Regions from separate parts of the Pan troglodytes genome. Here regions 1 and 3 are each linked to region 2. The links are chromatin contacts, called in public Hi-C maps. All regions are on one chromosome and are shown on one strand. The core of a region is the stretch at or near the end of the contact, and the rest is flanking DNA. Distances in the headings are between cores, read along the strand shown.

Region 1 (3,874 bases), core at 317-2,816, 550 kb before region 2:
TCTAATTAGACAGATAGTGTCACTTTTTTCAAGTTTATTTGTTATGTACTTGTTTCATCTATAATGACCTTTTCCCTCTGATTATTCTGAGAAAAGAAAAAAAAATATTCGAAGTGAATGAGTTGCCAACTGATAAATTGCAAAGGAAAAACGTGGCTTCTTGTTGCAATCAATTAATCCATATTTTGAGCACTTATGACATGGTAGATTATATGGTTTGGCTCTGTGTCCCCACCCAAACATCATCTCAAATTGTAATCCCCATAATCCCCATGTGTTGAGGGAGAGACCTGGTGGGCAGGCGGTGATTGGATCATGGGGGCAGTTCCCCCATGCTATTTTCATGATACTGAGTGAGTTCTCATGAGATCTGATGGTCTTATAAGCAGCTCTTCTCCCTTCACTCATTTGCTGTCTCTCTCTCTCACCTGCTACCATGTAAGACGTGCCTTTGCTCCTCTCTCACCTTCCTCCGCAATTGTAAGTTTCCTGAGGCTTCTCCAACAGTGTGAAACTCTGAGTCAATTAAACCTCTTTTCTTTATAAATTACCCAGTCTCAGGTATTTATTTATAATACAGTGTGAAAACGGACTAACACAGTAGACTTGCAGGAGTCCTGCGGTTCACAAAACCAAGAAGTCCAGAGCTCCAGATCATGGGTACGTAACAATCTGGACTGTTGAGTAAAAGAATAATAGCAGGAAGGCTATTGTTCTAGACCAAAATCTAGCCATTACGAGAACATGTTGCTTGGAGATGAGATTAAATAACTGATAGAACACAGAGGAGGAGGAAGGGTACATCCCAGTTTGCCCTGTGCCATGAAAACTTCGGAGAAGTGAAGATGAATTACGACTGATGAGATAATTTAATGCAAAGAGCCAGGTAAAACGTCTGCAAGCATTTTAAAACTGTGTATGCGGGACACCAAAGAAGAAATAATGTCCTTTTGAATAAGCAATTAGAGAAATGCATTAACAGCTAATGAAGGAGTGAATTATTTTGTGAGAGCTCAGATGTTTTTTAAGCTACCTTTGGTGGTTTTCATCCACCTCCTCATTTAATCTCATCTCAGGGTACCAAGTGTGTTTCTGTGCTCCTCCCCTGGCTTTGTCTGAGAGGACAAGTGGGCCTGGTTCATCCAGATCTGAACTCCCCTTTTTGCACTAATCCCAAACCCAGTAGCAACAAAAATGCTTTCTTTTTGACCAGATGGAAATCTGAGGCTAGCCTAGGACATGACATGCATTTTAATCCAATGACTCAGCATAGGAGGACTGGCTCAACCCAACTCTAGTGAAACCAGGTCTCTCTTTCCTGCTGTATACATTGGGAGGGTGATCAAAATCTGTCCACCTTATTTTAAATCAGCTGTGGGTCACCACCACACTGTTTCCATGAGGTCATTTCTTGTTCATCATCCACTAAGGCGTTTGCCACGAGCAGCAGTAAAAAGCACAAAGGACAGAAAGCCCTCGAAAGGAGAAAATGAAATGCAACACAGCCAGCTCACATACTTTCCATGCCACAATCCCCACCGCCTAACATTCCGTTCTCGTCGATGAGGAAACAATAGAATGTACAGCCCTGTCACTGTCGCTATTAATAACTTGGAGGGCTTCCAGAACCACACGGGTTCAGGGGAATATGCTGTCCTTAGCAGTCACATCAATGCTTAGGTATCTCTTCATGAGACTGTGCCTCTGTGTCTCCTGCCTGCCATGTGTGAAAGTTCTAATTTTCAAGTCACACATAAGCCCTGATTAGTGGTGATAAGGCAATAAGGAGGCCCGGTTTTTTTTGAGACTATGAAACCACAAAGAACTCTGAGTTCCAAAACACTCTATTAGCACTTTCCAGTCCTATTTTAGAAAACCAATGGGAAAAATGTAAAATGGAGTGGGCTGGGAAATTTTTTCATCAAAGTATAATTGTAATTTTAAGTAGGAGTTTTGTATTTAAAGCCCTTAATGGCAAGCGTGATTAAGAGAAGCTTGGCTTCACTGTTTACAGCAAACCTTGATTAAATACAAACAAGCAAATGAAACAAAAAAGAAAAGAAAAATGAAAAGAAAAAAATCTTTCTGGAGTGTCCTGGGGTCCTTAGCCAGGAGAATTATCTTGGAGGGGAAAAAAAAAATCCATGGAGTCAGCCATCTGTCTCTATCCCCTTCCTTCCTATTTTCTTCAATTCTTTGTCCATCTGTATGATTTGCCTACACTGGTCTGTCTTTTGAATTTCAGCTTTTCAAAAAGCAGATACCACACCAGCTTATTTTATTTTCAGCATCTATCACTGCAGGCTTTATTAAATGTTAAGGAATAATAAGACCTATTATTGCGCTGCGACTCCCTGGGATTTTTTGTAAGTCAGTAAGGCCCAGTGTCATGTGTTTGCATTTTCTCTGGGCTGTAGATGCCAGGAGACCAGGACCATTAAAAGAGGAGGGAGAGAAAGGGAAGGTTGGCGGGTTATTATGCACTCTTGGGGGTTTCTTTCCTACAACGCTTTCCCCTGCTCCCTTCTGTTCCCGCTTCTATAAAAGGAGTAAGCACACAACAACCGTCATATAAACCAACATCAGAAAAGCAAAAAGAATTCATCTGTCAAGAAGAAAGAGAAAATCTGTTACGGTTACGAATGGTTATAGTGAAGTGAGTAAGGAGAAGAATGTTGGCAATAAATGGGAACTTATTTTATTGCAGAGGGTCCAGCTCTGTGCTAAGGGAAAATCTGCAAAGTCTTAAAGAAGCAGAAGCATGATGGAGTGAGTAGGTAACACTTACCTGACAGCCTAACACATGGCAGGTGGTATTTGGGGAATGAGTCTGTAGACGGGCAAGGCTACGGAGAGCAAACTCAATGTCGCCACATGGATTGGAGAAGGGTCTGTGGGAAAGTTCGCTGTCATGGAAAACAGTTCTTATCATTATGAAATAGTTTCATTGTTCTGATTGAAATTGAGCTGAGTTTACTGCCTCCCCCTTCTTATTTTCTTTCTTCATCTTTCTCCCACTTCTCTTCCTCCGTTCCCTTCCCTTTCTTCTTCTTCCTAACTGCCCATACAAGTAGCCATCGTCTGCTGCATAATATCATTAATTCAAAATGATCTTTCTTACTTCAAATAGGAAATGTCACTTTGAATTAATGTGAACTATGTCTCCTATCATCCTTTTTACCTGACAATAATATAAGGCCATGTGTGACTCTCTTTATTTTCTTATGTTCATGGATTTTAAACAAATTCTTTTCTCTCTTAGAAAACCATTTATTGGAGGGTGGTATCAGGTTCTCCCTAGTTTTGCACTTTGCTTCTTACCACCTCTTCCTCACCTATATTTGATTTTGTTTACTATTTAAAAACAATTTGACTGTCTCCTTCTCTGGTGATTTTCCAACACATATCTTTTCCCCACCTCTAGACCATGTGAGGTGCATCAATATGTATCAATTATTGCACTTAGCATGTGAGATTACAATCTATTCATTTGTTTTGTATTTTGGTGAGTGGAGGTGTTGTAACACTGGATTATACAATTAAGATGGAGGGGCATTTTTAAGAAAAGGAATACAAAATTGTTCATGCAAAATTTGATATATGACAGAGATTTCTGCTTCTCTCCAAGATGGAGTAGAAAGACTGGATTTATCCTCTTGCATGAATTTTAAAAAATGACAAAATATATACAACAAAGGTTTTCAAGACACAGGATATGAGGCATCTGTCCTTGCGAGAGAGAAAACAAATGAAATAAGCTCCAAAGACTTGTCCAGGTTCTGGCCTTGAGAATTTTACAAACCACAGATCAGGAAAGGGGAGCTGAGGTGTGTACTGGTGGTCCCTCTGAGTTGAGTAGGAGGAGCTGGAAGAC
Region 2 (3,429 bases), core at 674-3,173:
CGCTGCTGGACGACAGGGAGCCGGGGCTGGTGGCGGCGGGCGGCGAGTGCGCCACGGGCATGGACATGGAGCGGCTGTGTTGCAGCGCGCCCCCTGCCGGCAGCAGCGCCACCTTGCTCCCGCGGCCGCCGCAGCCGCCGCTCAGGGTGTGCGAGCGGCTCAGGGGCGCGCGCACCGGCCCGGGGCTCAGAGGGCTCCCAGCCACCGACACCGGCCTGGCGCCCGCGGCCGCCGCTCCCGCCGCCGCGCCGCCGTCGCCCTCGCTGGCGGTGCGCACCCGGCACGAGCTGCACTTGGCCGCCGGCGGGGTGGCGGCCAGGCTGTCGGTGCGCGAGCGGCGCACCAGGCCCGTCTGGCTGGGGGGCAGGTTGACCAGGTGGTGGTGGCGGCGCGCGCCGGGGACGCTGATGGGGTGCGTGGCCGACGACCCCGACGATTGGCTCTTACTGCGCGGCCGGAACTCGAAGAGCTCCTTGAGCGCCTTCATGGCCTCCAGGATGGTCTCGTGGATGTTCTGCGCCACCACCGAGTCGTCCGCCTGCATCCACAGCTCGCCGGGGCCTGTGACGGCCGAGCGGCCCACCTCGATGAAGAAGAAGCTGTCCGAGTGGCCGCAGCGGCGGATGTTCATTAGCTGCAGCGTCACCGACGGCTGCTCGCAGTTGAGCTTCACGAAGCCGATGGTGCGCGCCGACAGGCACAGACGGTACACCCCCGTCAGGTTCTTGCTCTGGCCCAGACCCTTGGGCTTCAGGTTCACCTGCCACACCTCACGGTAGGCGGCCGTGGCGGGAGCCACCAGCCCGTAGCTGTCCTCGGCCCCGGCGGCGCCGGCAGAGCCGCCCAGGGCGCCGGGCAGGGAGGCGCTGCAGGACGCGGCGGGCGCGGCGGTGGGGGGCGCGTCTCCGGCGGCCGCGCGGCCCTCGCTGACCAGGTCGGTGAGCGCGCGGTACCAGCCCTCCTGCTCCTGCTCGTTCTCGGCGGCCACGGCGAAGTACTCGTCCTTGGTGTAGAGGGCGATCAGGTACTTGTGCTTGGCGTCGGCGCGCTTGTTGATGTTCAGGCAGCAGTCGAGAGCGATCACCCGTTTCGGCGCGCCTGCCTTGCTCCGCCACTTTTTCTCGCTCTCGTAGTACTCGAGCCGCGGCGGCTGCGGCGCCGACCCCCCGCCCGCCGTCGCCTCGTCGCCGCCCGCGCCGGGCCCGCGCAGCACGAAGAAGCGCTTGTGGCCGTGCTTCTGCTTGCGCAGGTAGCCGCACTTGCGCACGCTGTGATTGTTGTTGTTGTTGTTGTTGTTGAGGTTGGGGCCGTCTCCGCTCGCCGGCCCGGGCGGCCCCTGCCGCGGCGGGCTCGCCATCGCGGGCGCTTCAGGCCGCGCGGCCCGGGCCCGGCGCCCAGGGGTTGGGGCGAGGGGCGGAGGGGGCGCGGGCGGGGGCGGCTCCCTCCCACCCTTGCGCCCGGCCGCCCACCCGAGCACGCGTCCCTCGGGCCCAGGCGGTGGGGAAGGTCCGGGGAGGCCCGCGGGGGCCAGCACCGCTCGGCGGCGCCGCGCCCTCCGCGCTCTGGGGCTCCTGAGGATGCCCGGCGCGGGCGGTGGCCGCCCCCCTCCCCGGCTGCCTGCGGCCGCTGCCTCCTCGGGCTCTCGGGCGGCGCCGGGGGACGCGCTGGCTGGGCCGGGAGTCGGGGTCCCCGAGGCGCGGGGCCGAGCCTAAGGCGCGCGCGGCCGCACCGGGGCTGCTGCCGCCGCGTCGCGCTCCGGGAAGCCGGGGTGCGCCCGGGCGCTCGGGGTCCGCGCCGCCGCCGGGGCTGCTGCTGCTGCTGGTGCTGCTGCTGCTGCTGCCAACGGCGACCCGGGCTCGTCGCGGTCCCCGCCGCACAGTGAGTAACACATCGCGCACCGAGTGACTGAACTAAGAAGAGCAAAACAACATGTGACTCGGCGTTACGCAGGCACACACAGCGCGGCCGCCCCGCCCCGCTGCCTCGCATTGGCGCCGCGCCCCCCGACGGACGGCGCGCTCGGCCAATCGGCGCGGCGCTCGCGGGGGCGGGCCGCGCGCCCCCGCCCCGCCCCCCTTTCTCCCCGGGCCGCGTTTCCCGCCGTCCCCTCCCCCTCCCGCGGAGGCCCCGGCCCGGCCGGGCGGGGTGGGGGCGGCCCGGGCCTCATTAATCAGCGGCTTGTTGTGGATGCAGGCGGAGGAGATGCCACCCAGGGCGGGAAAAGGGGCGCGGAAGAGGGGCGGGGCGGGCCACGGCGCGCAGGGCCCTTCCCTCCCGCCTCGGACTCAATTAATTGGGCTTGAGCTTCCGCCGGGGAGGGGGCGCCGGGCGGGGCCGCGGCTGGGCGGGGCGGGGGATCGGGATCGGCGGCGGGGGCTGCGGCCTTGCAGGGGAAGCGTGGGCGGCGAGCCGGGCCGTGCTCTCGGGGCGCGGGGTCCCCATTTTGGGCGAGGGCGGCCGCTCCCGCGCTCCGGGTGGGCGCGCCCCCTCCCCGTCCCCGGTTCCCCGTCCCCGTCTCCCGTCCCCATCTCCGTCCCCCGCAGCCGCGAAGCGCGGGGAGGTTCCAGGGCCCGCGGCCGCGGGTTCGCGAGCACCGCGCTCCAGATCGAGAGCGGCGCGCGCCCTTCCGTGGAGGACAGCGGGGCTGCGAGGGGCGCGGAGGGGGCGCCCGTGTCCCACCCGCTCGCGGGCGCTTTACGGGGCGTCCTCTGCGCCATTCACTTGTCAGCTTGTCGGGAAGTTGAAATCGCGTTTGGGAGGTAATAGGAGAAAGAGATCGGGGACGGCAGGCGGAGAAAGTGCGGTTTCCATAGCGCTGGGGAGAGGGCGGACCCGCGAGCCAGCGGTCCCTGAGCTGGGAGACCGCGCGGGCGTCTCTCCAGCCCCCGCAGGAGCGCCGCCTTCCTTCCGCAGGGGCGTCCTTTCCCCCCACCGCTGCAGGAGCACCCCCTTCCTTCCTCGGAAGCGTCCTCTCACCACACCGCTTCAAGAGCCCCCCTTTCCTTCTACAGGGGCGTCCTCTCCCCCTCCGAGGCAGGAGCCCCCCTTCCTTCCACAGGGACGTCCTTTCCACCTCCGAGGCAGGAGCGCCCCTTTTCCCCCCACAGGAGCGCCCTCCCCACCCCAGGAGCGCCCTGCGCCCAGCAGACGGGCAGGTGGGCGGGCGTCCACTACCTGTGTGCGCGGTGCGGGCGGTGACTGCCAAGTTGGAGATGCCCTTGGAGAACTGCTTCGAATTCATATATCTACTGGGCTTTTGTGACTTTCAAAGCCTATAGCAAATAAGCACCCCTGCAATTACATCTCCTCAATGACCAAGTCAGGGTGAGGCGAGGGCTTCCTGAGTTCAGATCCCAGCAAGCTCCCGATCCTGCGCAACGAAGAAAACTCAACAAAACAGGCTTTGGCTGTTTATTTTATTTTTTTTAA
Region 3 (3,884 bases), core at 1,046-3,545, 520 kb before region 2:
CAAGTGTACTGTAAGGAGCAGTCAAGATGGCTCTGATCAACTGGAAAGCTTATTTGCATAATAAGATTAGGGTGGGGCAACCAGCCTTCCCCCGCACACCATGTAGACGTCATACCTGATGGAACCAGTCTGTGAGCCCTATGTAAATCAGACACCGCCTTCTCCAACTTATTATATCTGTTTTGGTCCACTGCCTCCCCACTTTTCAGATGTCTCTCTCTCTCTCTCTCTAAGAGCTGCTCTCCTCTCTCCTTTCTTCTATCTATTAAACTTTCCACTCCCTAACCCACCCACATGTGTCTGTGTCCTGAATTCTTGGTGTGTGATGATGAACCCCAGGGTGTATACCCCAGACAGCACAGCCACTTCACCAGCAGGGACAGCAGCTGTCACATGAACTGGAGGTGAGTCTGATGTCTTGGAATTTTGAGGAAAGTGGGTAGAAAGTTGCCAAGCAAGCTGAAGAGACAAGCAAAAGGGATCATGTTCCAGAAGAATTCTTAGCAAGACAACAGTCAGAACTTCAATCAAGGTGATTGATTGGTCTGAAAGGGGGAATACAATGTAAATAAAATACAACCATGAGAAACCACATGTATGTTGTTGAACCTTATCTAGACACTAACTGTGAAAAAGCCAGCTTGGATTATTGATGAAGGACATTCAGAAAACCACAGTTTTGCCGTGCTTATTTAGAGAACAGAGACAGTGGTGTTATCAGCCTATAGCTCAATTGTAAAATTGGGATGACTAGATGTCCCGAGACCATTCCATTCCTCGGCCCTCTCGACACTCACCTAAGAAGCTTCCAAATTTACCACTTCTCAGTCATTGTAAGGATGCTGCATGTCATAAGGATGATTATGGAAGATCATGGGCATGTTCTACATAGAGAACATGAAAAGTCACAATATTTTCTTTTATAAATTAATATTTTGGAATTTATATTAGTTTCCCTAACTCTAAATAACCATGGGAATATTGACAAATTTGATTTTCCAGAACTTTAAAGCTGAGGCTAGACACTAACCACAGTGACTTTATCTATGTAGTAGCACACTCTACAGCTGGGATGTCTGGATAACAAGTTCCCCAGATTGCAGCCTCCCTCCAGCACCAAGTAGGATGACGAGTCTGTTTGGTTTCATTTTAGCTATGTAGATTTGCCAAATTTTGTCACCTCTGGACTTCAGTTTTCTCATATGTAAAATGATGCATGGGCCTGAATGTTTTCAGAGAACCTTCAATCTCTGTGAGTCTCTTCACTGAAAAAATTGTTGACTTTCTGATTTTTATTGTTCTGTTTTTCTTTTCAATGTCAAAAAAGCACTATGGTAAAAGTCTTTCAGTAAAACTTGAACCTTGGGGCTTGTTCCTGAGTTTGACATGTTAAACAAATGAAAGAACTGTTTTCAACTGATTAGTCATATCCTTCTTCAATTCCTATGGGAATATGGGTTAGTTGTGCATGAGAAAGTCATCCGACTTTGGCATGAAGATGTCTTTCAGGTAGGTAGGCCACCTGTGATGAAGTGAATCATTGAAGAAAATCTATTTTCTTGTGGCATAAATACAAGCCTGAAGATTACACATAAGCTGTCATACACATACCTCCTAAATGCAATTCCTCAGAAGTGACATGCTATCATCATTCACATTAATGTCTATTTGTGCAACTACATTGTTTAAAATAATCAACCAATTCATCACAATAGATATTTGGGAGGAGTGAGGGAGCTTTCTCTGTACTAATGAAAGAAATGACATTTCTGTTTACCATTTGTCAGTTTTAAGTAGTTAATAAATATCTGAAATGATTCTCATATTTTGATATGGTATTCACTTGTAAGGATATGCAATTTTTAAGAGTTATGGTGAGAATGTTTCTTCCATAACATTCAGCTTTGAAAAGTTTTAGGAAACTATTCATTATGTCTCAAAAGTTAAATGCACGACAAATGAAATGCCTCTTATTGGTTGCAGTTTTCTAAATGTAAGTAATGCCTATTACTTTGATATTTAACTCAAATATCTTAACAATAATTGAAAGCTTTTGAGTGCTACAGGTTGATAATAAGCCTGAAAGTATAGAATAATCATCTGTATGTTAAAATTTTTATTCTTAAAGCCAACAAAACAAAGTAAGAATTATGTCAGTGTTTCTAACTGTCCTACCCAGATCTAGCTCCTGATTGATAATTGTCAATAGAGTCAAACACGCCTTCCTAAGGCCAGCTCCACTTCTCCAAAGCAAGCTCCTGTCACTTTGCCACCCAGAAACCACACTGGAAACTGGAATCTAAAGAATGTGTTTGCATTATCAAAGAACTCTCCCTCTCCTAAAGGGTCCACCCTGGGATTCCATTCTAGTGACTTTACAAAATGCTTCTAATTACTCCTTAGTTAGTTCCCATAATCCGCTTAAGGACTTGTTTACTTGTTAACAGACAGGGTAGGAATTTAGCCTTAGCAGTCTGTGTCAGTGCAACATCATAAATAAGATAAACATTATCTGAAGTGATCACAATGTTCTTGAACATCTGAGCCGGACAGAATCAAACCTGCGTCATCTTCCTTCTGATTTTCCAAATGAGCACACAGGAGAGGCCACTCTAAAGTCACCCTGGGAATGTGTCTGCCTCCAGCCCCATTCACGGCCCCTGGCACTGGCTTGTCATTAGATGGTGTTCAATGAATGCTTGTGGAATTGAATTAACACAACGTAGATTTACACCCTTTCCTGTCAAATAGCTAGTTCTAAAAAATACAGACCTGCGCTTCAGCCGTGCAATGCCTTTTAAGATGGTTCATACTCTGATGCAGAGGAAGATGTCTCTTGCCATTACAGAACCACACCGAGAAAGATCAAACAAAATCACACCAAGAAAATTCATGTGCAGGTCATCTCATTTGCAATTATTGCAGCATGCACCAAGTCCAACACATTTCACCCACACTTTATTAGCAAAAAAGAAAACACCTGAGGGTCAGCGTCTTCTCTAGGTCCTGGCACAGGACTACCTGAGCCATGGAGATGTTCAGTGGGTTGTGTAAATGACCTTCCTTTCATGGAGACGAATGGGCACATGGCGTCTAAAAGCCATTCTGTAAGACATATTCCAAAAATAATTGTTTCAGTACCTTTTCAGACTGTGCATTTAAAAAAAAAAAAAAAAAAAGCCCTTAGCCTCTAGGTCACATGTACCAAACAGTAGTTCATTACGATGCAATACGGCCCCGCCACACTTACTAATTTTATACCAAGAGGATGAAATGATGTTGTCTAGGGAACAGGATAAGAGGAAAGGGGTTTAGGAACTCAGAATTTTATTCTGGCTCTGATGCTAATTTTCCTGTGACCTCAGCCAAGTCCTATAAATTGTTACTATCTGCAAAGTGAAGATAATGGACAAGTCTCACAGGATAGTTGTGGAGATTAATTAGGCAGCTCATTTGAGATTCAAAGTGCTGTGAGCCCACAAGAAAAGTCCTGGGGAAGAACAAAGGCGGGGCCCACGCTTCGTTTCAGCAGGCCGGGGACCACACCAAAGGCACTTCAGGGATGCATTTGGTGGCACCCCGGTATTTGTTAATTTACTGGTATTAGGAAGTCATTATGGTTACCAGGGGTTAATGGAAAGATTGAACTTGCTAAAATGGGCCATAGAGGCGTAAATCGAGGGCTCCTTTGTTCAAAGGAGGATTGGGCCCTTCAGCATTAAGCCTAGCTGCAGTGTGCTTCCTGGCCTTGCAGATATCTTTCGGAAATCCAAAGCAGGCTGTTGGTAGCATGAACATTTTATTTTTCAGTGAAAAATGAAATCTTTTACTTCTCAATATGTCCAAGAGAAAAATTATTTCAGAGGAAAAAAAGAGAACAAGTT

The links. A called contact is a pair of places that touch in the nucleus more often than the background predicts.
Region 1: a contact with region 2 is called in a Hi-C map of stem cell-derived neural progenitor cells, with 3 times the contacts expected there. The contact joins the enhancer-like site here to the promoter of IRS2 in region 2. A contact is called at or near these places in 1 of 7 Hi-C or Micro-C datasets (stem cell-derived neural progenitor cells) and 1 of 1 datasets of contacts at active chromatin or transcription factors (stem cell-derived excitatory neurons).
Region 3: a Hi-C map of stem cell-derived neural progenitor cells shows a contact between it and region 2, with 2.9 times the contacts expected there. The contact joins the enhancer-like site here to the promoter of IRS2 in region 2. A contact is called at or near these places in 1 of 7 Hi-C or Micro-C datasets (stem cell-derived neural progenitor cells) and 1 of 1 datasets of contacts at active chromatin or transcription factors (stem cell-derived excitatory neurons).

The regions. Positions count from the first base shown.
Region 1 is chr14:114,846,510-114,850,383 of NHGRI_mPanTro3-v2.0_pri, forward strand. No RefSeq gene overlaps it. Among named protein-coding and RNA genes, the nearest start is that of IRS2, 550 kb to the right of the region's middle. Within about 2 kb of position 1,567, at least 8 of the 24 cell types and tissues checked have an H3K27ac peak or open chromatin away from gene starts, as enhancers often do. A contact at or near this core is called in stem cell-derived neural progenitor cells, where this site is marked.
Region 2 is chr14:115,395,609-115,399,037 of NHGRI_mPanTro3-v2.0_pri, forward strand. IRS2 (insulin receptor substrate 2) reads right to left here and starts at 1,924. Exons shown (of 2, transcript XM_016925526.4): 1 at 1-1,924. The coding sequence starts at 1,357.
Region 3 is chr14:114,876,341-114,880,224 of NHGRI_mPanTro3-v2.0_pri, forward strand. No RefSeq gene overlaps it. Among named protein-coding and RNA genes, the nearest start is that of IRS2, 520 kb to the right of the region's middle. Within about 2 kb of position 2,296, at least 7 of the 24 cell types and tissues checked have an H3K27ac peak or open chromatin away from gene starts, as enhancers often do. A contact at or near this core is called in stem cell-derived neural progenitor cells, where this site is marked.